Linked DNA regions of Sus scrofa: all the other regions are linked to region 2. A link is a contact called in public HiChIP or PLAC-seq data. All regions are on one chromosome and are shown on one strand. Each heading gives the region's core, a stretch centred on a gene start, on an enhancer-like site or on the middle of the called end of the contact. The rest is flanking DNA. Distances are from core to core; before and after follow the strand shown. Region 1 overlaps SAMD4A (protein Smaug homolog 1). Region 2 overlaps SAMD4A (protein Smaug homolog 1). Region 3 has its middle 120 kb from the start of GCH1.

The links. HiChIP or PLAC-seq counts read pairs in DNA pulled down with a chosen protein or histone mark.
Region 1: a contact with region 2 is called in an H3K27ac HiChIP or PLAC-seq map of skeletal muscle. The contact joins two enhancer-like sites. A contact is called at or near these places in 2 of 2 datasets of contacts at active chromatin or transcription factors (alveolar macrophages and skeletal muscle).
Region 3: an H3K27ac HiChIP or PLAC-seq map of alveolar macrophages shows a contact between it and region 2. The contact joins two enhancer-like sites. A contact is called at or near these places in 1 of 47 Hi-C or Micro-C datasets (embryonic fibroblasts) and 1 of 2 datasets of contacts at active chromatin or transcription factors (alveolar macrophages).

What each region holds. Positions count from the first base shown.
Region 1 is chr1:184,118,666-184,121,651 of Sscrofa11.1, reverse strand. It overlaps SAMD4A (protein Smaug homolog 1), which reads right to left. Exons shown (of 13, transcript XM_021102232.1): 10 at 264-465. Among named protein-coding and RNA genes, the nearest start is that of GCH1, 140 kb to the left of the region's middle. Within about 2 kb of position 1,446, at least 31 of the 83 cell types and tissues checked have an H3K27ac peak or open chromatin away from gene starts, as enhancers often do. A contact at or near this core is called in skeletal muscle, where this site is marked.
Region 2 is chr1:183,961,441-183,964,189 of Sscrofa11.1, reverse strand. The region is part of intron 2 of SAMD4A (protein Smaug homolog 1); the gene reads right to left. Among named protein-coding and RNA genes, the nearest start is that of SAMD4A, 47 kb to the right of the region's middle. Within about 2 kb of position 1,454, at least 6 of the 83 cell types and tissues checked have an H3K27ac peak or open chromatin away from gene starts, as enhancers often do. A contact at or near this core is called in alveolar macrophages and skeletal muscle, where this site is marked.
Region 3 is chr1:184,141,301-184,144,170 of Sscrofa11.1, reverse strand. No RefSeq gene overlaps it. Among named protein-coding and RNA genes, the nearest start is that of GCH1, 120 kb to the left of the region's middle. Within about 2 kb of position 1,365, at least 5 of the 83 cell types and tissues checked have an H3K27ac peak or open chromatin away from gene starts, as enhancers often do. A contact at or near this core is called in alveolar macrophages, where this site is marked.

The DNA.
Region 1 (2,986 bases), core at 197-2,696, 160 kb before region 2:
CATTTCTTCCTACAGGCTCCATGTGCAGGACCCCCACCGTTAAGGTGGTCATAGAGCATCCTAAAGAAATCCCTGGGAAGCCAGGTGCCACCACGGCCTTGCTTTATCCCCAGTGAAATGGTGCAAAGAGCCTCTGAGGCACAGGGACAACTGTCCTCGGTGGAGGGTCCCACCCCCAGGCCACTCCCCTCGCCTTGGGGTCATTATCTGCTGAGATGTCCTGAGCCTGGCTGGCCCACCCTCTTCCCCGGGGAGGAGCAGACCTGTCTTCCTTGTTTCATGATGGTGGGGTTGGCTGCGGTGTTGCGCTGCGTGGAGCTGACGAAGCCACTGGTGCCCAAGAGGCCAAGGCGGGCGGAAGGGACATTCCGGGCAGGGATCTGGTACTGGCGTGGGTTCCGTCTGCCCATGCCACTGCCCACAGAGCCGGCCGTCGGGAGTGAGTTGGACTGTCCAAAGCCACGACTGTGAAATCAAGCAGAGAAGAACCAAGGCCATCAGTCATCCTCAGCCCTTCCCAGCCCCTAGGTGCCTCCTTGGGGTGGGCTCACATTTTGATAGTTATGAGGACTATGGGGGTCAGGGCTCTATGACTGAAATGACAGCTTAATCTGAGCACTAATAGCACTGGGACTCTACGGTGATTCTGCAATCCTCCTGACAACCCGAGGAAGCAGGCATTCTATCCCTTTTACAGCTGAAGTAAAACAGAGAGCTTAATAATTTCCAGAGGTCACACAGCCATTAGGGTGCAGTGCTGGAATATGAGCCCAGTTTCACCAGTGGGATCTCCTTCTTCCGCTGTGTCACATGCCCTGAGCCCTCACGGGCCCAGCCTGAGGCCACACAGCAAGAAAGCGCAGCGCCAGCACCAGTGCCCCTTCCATCAGACCAAAGTCTGTTTCTCAGGTCTGGGTGGGCAGCCGACTTGCAGGAAGTGGCCTTTGAGCATAAGCTCCCCAAGAAAAAAGACGGCATCTGTCCTCATCAATCCCGAGGGGCCCATGCTTGGATAGGCTGCTGGCAGTACATGCAGGTTGAATGAATGAATGACTCGGTCTCTGCCGTCATGATTGCCTCTCCGAATAGAGGAGCAGACCCCACATTGGGGGCTCAGACTGCCAGGCTAAGACGAGGGATATGAGGATGAAGATGATGATGTTGGCAAGCGTTTTGGGCCCAGGACAGTGACCGTTCCCGGTGTCTCAGGCCCTTCCTGCATGAAGACCCTGGTTACACGCTTCGCCTGGGTCTGCGCAGGGAGGTGGCCGGGGACCCCTGGCATCAGGCTTGGACACTCTGCTCCCATTGGTCTGATGACCTCAGCGCCGAAGAACTCTTCCCCTGCAGCAGGGAGGGAGCACGGCAGCCAGCAGGGTTTCAGGAACCAGCACATTCTTTCCAAGAAGAGTCAGCTTTAGTCATTCACTGCTTTTTAAATCGAAATGCTTTACCTCCAATGGCCACAAGATGGAACAGACTTGCCTTGCACAGGGGCAAGTCACACAGGGGAGGTATGCACCAAGCCTGTGTGGAGACTCTGGGAGACAGGGCTGACGTAGTTTAACCAGAAGGTGGGGAGGGGGCTGCTGCCAAACAGTTATTTCCCGGGAAAAAGAGAGTTTTGCGTGGCGGGGGGTGGGGGGAGGCGGTGGAGAGGGGAGGGGGCGGAGCATCATCAGTACAGTTATCTCAGAAAATGTTTCTTTCCTCCCCAGAATTCCTACATTTCCAAGGAAGTGGGGGGCGGGGAAGAGAATTCCACAGTGAACTGGTGGCAACTGATTGTTGGGCTTGTGTTTTTCCACTTCTTTCCAGGCTTTTGTAGCCAAGGGGTTCCCAGTTCTGGTCAGAGGCTCATCGACTCCCAGGGTCTGGGTCTCTCTGTTTATCTTATCCTTCCTCTCACTTTTCCCTTCTCTTCCCTCCTTCTTTTGCTAAGGTTTAAAATGTTTGGTTTGAAAGAAGAAATTTGAGGCAAGAGGAATAGGAGTAATTTCACGTAATGGGAGAGTCCTCCTTTGGAGTATGGACAAGGTGACAGGTGGAGACAAGGATCACGTGGTGTTTTTTATTTTATTTTATTTTTTAACTATGAAAACTTGTTTAATTTTTGGACTCAGAATTTTGGTCACCTGGTAGATGATTCAGTATTCTGCTAAGATTTTTCCTTATTTAGTGCAGATAGCTTTTTGGCTCATTTTCCTTTTTGGTTGGATTTTTAAAAGTTATTTCATATGCAAAAACAGAGCAGTCAAGGAGTGATGCTAAAGTGATCTGTGCTTCCAGGAAGGCAAGACAGTTTTCCTAAGCAATATAACATGGGCAGGGGACTCTGCTATGGGACACTTAGCCATGGGAGAAAGGTAGACTCCTAACGTTAGGACTCATGGAGCTGATGGTAGAGCCCAGAGTGTTTTGGGAATGACCTGGATGGAGGGAGAATTTGGTTAGGCCATCTTTCTAATGATGGTGGGACCCCACTGTGCTGCCTTTAGTTGGTTATTACAAAGCCAGACTTGTTGAGGGTTGTCACTGCTGGTAACCAGAGTGAATGCCTAAGTCACTTAAGATCACTGGACTTAATGAAATAATCATTCTTTCTGGAGAGAGAACAAAATGGCAAAAGTAAGTTTTCATTTTTCTTTCTCTTGCTCAGCCCATCTGTGTCTTTCTCTGCTTTCCTAAATCTAACGAACTGATTTCATTACCTTGAAATGCATGAAAAGGCTGATAAAATAACATTAATAAGAACCAATTAATTTGGGATTTGTGATAATTCAAGCAGGGCCCAGGCTGCAGTTACCTTTGTATTATGGGAAAAGCAGGTCTTCAAAGTAAATTAATAGCATAAAAATATCCCAGAGGTAATATTTATGAGAACAAATTATTTTCTGGAGCTTTAGCAACTTCCAGTTGAACATCCACAAGCACTGATTGAATTCACTCTTATCTAATCAATGAAAGGACGTCCATCAGGGCTCCC
Region 2 (2,749 bases), core at 205-2,704:
GGCAATTCACCACCAACTACAGACCTTTCAACCAGCCTAGTATGCATACCCATAAGCTATTACCAACAGAGGCAAACCAGGGACCCCCATTTCTGGTTATTGCAATGTCCGCTCCCTGTCTCATTTCATCCCAATCAGCTCCTACCTCTCCTTGATCTCCACCCAGCTCCTGACCCAGGATCTTGCCCCTGCATGCATCCTGTTCTTGTTCTTAGAATCAGTGAGTCTATTTGCTCTCCTTGGCTCTTCCTCTTTAAGAAGATTGTGGCTCTTTTCACTACTGACTAGCTAAGGTAGCCCCCACGCCACCCTCCATGCTGGTTTTAGCCCCTCACACTCAAGTCCTAGCATGCAGGTAGATGGGTGGGTGTAGCTCCCTTAAATGGGCCATTTGAGAAAACTGATATTTTTCAGTCTTCCTGTACAAATTTTTCTTTTTGTCTGTTTCTTAGCATTGTACGACAGAGAACATGGAACTAAGTCATTTTCATGCTATTAGCACATTTGGGGAACAGGCTTCCACAGTAATTAATCTAATGAAGATGACCCTAGACTGAAGAAACAGCAATTAGAGTTGCCTGAATTGACATTAAGGGAAATGAAGACATTCACATTCAGAGATAAGGTCTTTAAATAGGAGGTAAAATTAATAACAGCCCAAACTCTATGGAGCAGGAAAGAGCTTCAAATGACTCAAGGAAGACCGGGAAACATGCAGAGCAGTCCATCATATTCAAGTGAATACAAAAATGGTGGTATCCTATCATGAAAATATGTGCAAGAAGGGATAAGCTAAAAGAAATGGAAAAATTAGAACTGGTCAACCATACACAACCTAAGTGAAAGATTTTTCTCTGAATAAATTTTTTCCCAGGTAAATTTTCAGTTGGTACTTTCCAAACATAAATAACCAACTTTTTAAGTAATAATTCAAATTCTGTGCTATTCAGGGCTGCAATATGGAAACCAACAGAAACCCTGTGCTAAGAGTGCCGGGAACCAAATACTGCCTACTCAGCTGAACTCAGCAAGGGGTCTGCACATCCAGGGTCGATCAAGGGAACGCCCATCTGGGGGGTTTCTATCCAGATTGAGGAGACCTATCAGAACTAATTATTAGCAATAACAACAGCTATTGCTGGTTTATTGCCCATCAAACTGGGGATGGGACTAGAATCTAGTATGCCAGGTTCTATTTTTAACCTGATAGGAAGCCAGGGGCCGAAACCAGAGGGGAAAAGCCTAACCTAAGGAAGAGTTTCTTCAAATGCTTTCTCTATACTGATTTCTATGTAGAGGTTGATCACATGGGACTAGCCAGGGAATCTCTGCCCCTCTGGAAGGCAACCGGTATTCCAAACATTGTTCACTCACCAAGCAGAAGGGAGAGCGCTGTCAAATCTCCAAGGCCGCTTGTAGGGCAGAGAAGAAATATGCTCATTGTTGCTGATGCTGTTACTATTAATAAATGGGGCTTCATGAATAAAAAGGGAAGTGAGCTATGACATTATTAACATTAATCCTTCTTCGTTACTTCTTCTTTGAATTTTTTAGTGTTTTTTTTTTTTCTTTCTTTCTTTAAGACTCACATGCCCAGCCAAGATTCAAAGCTTCCTTTTGGCTAAAGTTCTATTTCTATGTCATTATTATATTTAGCCTTGAGTAATCACAATTAATACAATTTTTTAATGTACAAATGAAATGTGCTATAAATTCTAGTTATCATCATATTAGGTTTTTTCCTTTCTTTTTCAAATGAACTTTATTTGAAGCAATTTTTTTTTTTTTTTTTTTTTTTTTTTTGCTTTTTAGGGCCATACCACAGCATATGGAGGTTCTCAGGCTAGGGGTCGAATCAGAGCTACAGCTGCTGGCCTATACTACAGCCACAGCAACATCAGATCTGTGCCACGTCTGTGACCTACACCACAACTCAGGGCAACGCCAGACCCTTAACCCACTGAGTGAGGACAGGGATCAAATTCGAAACCTCATGGTTCGTAGTCAGATTCATTTCCACTGCACCACGGTGGGAACTCCTGAAGCAATTTCTAACATTGGCCTGTGGGGCAGGAGGGAAATGTGGTGCCAGCTCATCATGCTGGTTTTTAATCATTATTATTAGGTGACACCTGAGAAAAAACATAAGCCTATCATGCGCCCTATCAGCTTCTTATTTCAATCCTAAATATTTGGCCATTTCTGCTATTCGGAGAAAGAGAAAGAGAATCCAAACTTCCTCTTTTTCCATTTGGCTACAAGCACATCTCATGGCTTATTTTTTCCACACTCATCCCTAAAAAAGGCACTAGAGCTGAGCTATCTTGAGACTCTGTCGGAGTCAAATTAATATGTCATTGACTATTAGCTATTTCACAGGAGAGTTGAACGGACATTAAAAAAAATCATACTGGACTTTTACAGTAGTAAGACTTTGTCAACAGAGACCTAGTGCTAATGCAACTTGGCTCAAAAATTTTTAAATTGAGAGCTTCAGAAATTAACTTCATCACAGAAAATATTTCGCCGTAGGCAATATCCAGCTGTAGAGGCACGGAATCAAAGGTCAGAGAAATGTGCTTAAAAAAAAATAAATAAATACTTTTCAGACACCAAGGGTAGTGAATAGTAAGAGCTAGTGTCAGCCTGTTACAGTGCCAGGCTGAGCTAGCTGGTAAGTTCTCCGGTAAAGAAAACGCTTTTCTGGAATGATTATAATGGGTACTCTGTAAGCCCTGGGGCTTGGACT
Region 3 (2,870 bases), core at 116-2,615, 180 kb before region 2:
GCTACTGGGTCCAGAAGGAACTTGGCACTTGTCCCCCATAAGGTGTCTCTGTCTCCAGACCTGCAGCTGGCCAGCACCTACCTGGCACCCAGGAAACCCTGTTGCATGAGGAAAACAGCAAACCCGGGGCCACACTCTGAAGTCTTTCTTGGAGGACGGGTTGGATGTGAACACTACAGCAGGTGAATGAGGGCTTCATTTTTGTGTTTTAGGAGAGCAAAGTTGAGTAGGTTAGGTAATGAAGTCATCCAGACCCCAGAGCACGGGAACCGGAGCAAGCAGGCAGGGTGTGCGCTCTCTGCTCCGAGTCGGACATGCGCGCTGGGTAGTGGAGGGAGGGAAAGGATGTCATGTATGCATTTTATTTCTCTCATCCACCATTTGCTGTCTTGGGACATATTCCATCTTGGATGAGGAACAGGGTCATAGGTCAATGCCAAAAGTGACTCAGTCAGGTCCAAGTACTGGAAATCCATGTTTAGCTTTTCCCTGGAGAACAGATATAGGATAAGCTTAACAGAAAGCAAAGCGGAGGGAGAGGTTCCATTGGACAGATTGGATCATGGGGTTTTGTAGGTTCATCTGACTTCACTCCTGTGTCTGTTGGCATTTTATGGCATGGAAAACTGGAACAAGCTCCCAGGATGTTGGTGCAAACAGGGACACCCTGTCCTGGCTGTGGTCCCTACAGGGAGGTTTAACTGGAATTTCTCCACTGTCTTGAGTTCAGTAGCTCTAGTGGGACCATTTCACTCACCAAAGCTCCAATTTTGCTTCTCCTGGATTGGGCTTAAAAACATAAAACCTCAGAAAAAAATTGTGGAACACACCATTTAAAAACATGCGCTATGAGTCAAATGTAAATACAAAGCTGTCTTTTTATAAAGTCTGAGTTTTATAAGGTTGCCAAAATGTTTCTCTGTCAGTTTTAAAAATTGAAGTAGAAGCCACTGAAGAGTGAAAAATATTCCATGGAGGAGATTCTCAGACACCGAATGGCCAGGTTTATGTCACAGAGAAGTCACTGTGTATGCACAAGAGCCCCTGGGGCAAGGCTGGTGAGCCGATGCCCAGGAGGACACGGAAAGATCACATGCTCCAGTGGAGCCCTGCAGTCATAACTGAGACGTAGTACTGACATTTGCCAAAGTTTCCAACCTGCCAGGCACCCCGTTTCCTACTTCCTGTTTGTACCTGTGTCCCAAACACATGGATAGACCCCCACAAAGAGGAGCCAGCCTCCAGTCTCAAGCCATCTGGGCCAGAACTGAGAGTGGGGAACTTGAGGACCACGGTCTCAGGGTTGCCATGGAAACAGTGCCCTTTGACCCATTTCCAAAGGCCCTAACCTCCCGGTGCCTCTGGACCTTCCTCTTCCTTCCCTTTTTCAAGTACTTCGTGTTCAGCTCTTAGAAATATTCAGTGAACAAAGCACTGGCCATACTTGAGCCAACTTCCAGACACCCCAAGACCTGATGGTCACTGCTCTGCTGTATTGCAGGCATTGTTGGCCCCGGGTGAGGGCAGATGTTGGCGTCAGGATTTCTACTGTCACATCCTGAGGGGAACCTCTCAGGCTGATCTGCAGGCTGACCCCAGAACTTAGGGACCCAGAATAGAAGTCGTTTTTAGCAATTTGACAGAATATTTTTTTCTTTTGAATCCAGTGCAAGATTGGGGTATTGTAATTTTTTTCTTGTATTTATTTTACAGAAACAATTGGACTGTGTGGGTTGGAAGTAAACAGCTACCCCTACAACTAAAATTCGTAGGTGGTTTGAGAAGCACTGAATGAGCTAGGCCACCCCTACAGTGGAGGATCCAGAGGCTGAAGTGCCCAGGGAAGGGGTGGTAGTTTTCAAGTTTTGCGATGTGTGGATAGAAACTAGATGATGGGAGTGCCTGTAAAGCCTGTGGAACAGTTTCTGTGAGGTGGGTGCTGTGTTCCACGTGCTAGCATGGCCCACCGGGAAGGGGGACCTGGACAAGGTGTGGATGGCCAGACCCACCCAGACTGTTCACCTTTCCAGAGTCAGATCAGGTTCTGGTTATAGATGAGATTTTCACTACCCTCGGGGTCCTCCCTTTAGCCTATGGGGACAAATAGGTCTTGGGCTGGTCTTGAGTCAGGGCCACATATAGATGTAGTGTCTGTTCAAGGGGCCAAACCAAGGTAGGTTCACAGAAGTTTGCGATTCCCTCTTCCCGCCCTTCTCACGGGCCTGTAGACTATGGGTTGATTGTACCCATCAGTGCTCTGTCTGCGTTCCTGGCTCAAACCTCAGCCTCCTCCAAGGAAGTGTGCTATAGAGCTGTTTACCCCCTGGCCACCTTTTTTTCTTTTGCTTTTTAGGGCCTCACCCACAGCAGCCTATGGAAGTTCCCAGGCTAGGGGTTGAATGTGAGCTACAGCTTTGAGCCTACACCACAGATACAGCAACATGGGATCCGAGCCGCGTCTGCGACCAACACGCAGTTCACGGGGATGCCGGATCCTTAACCCACTGAGCGAGGCCAGGAATCGAACCCGAATGCTCATGGGATACTAGTCAGATTCCTTACAACTGTGCCAAAATGGGAACTCCCCACCCCCTTTGCATAAAGGCAATTTGATCTCTTGTTGGGAGGGGCTGTTAGGGGAGTCCTAAAAGCTTTACTATGTGAGTAAGCTTTCCTCCAGGGCTGAATATTCCGTTACAGAGACGACTGACAGAAAGCTACAGCTTTGCTGAGAAAAACTGCTAACTAACCCTCTATGGTCCCTCTAATCTCACAACTCTCCTATCTTCCCTCATTCTACACATTGCAAAAGTGAGGCTCGACTTTTCTTATACACGATCTCTTCAGAACACTCAGAGTCACACACTGAG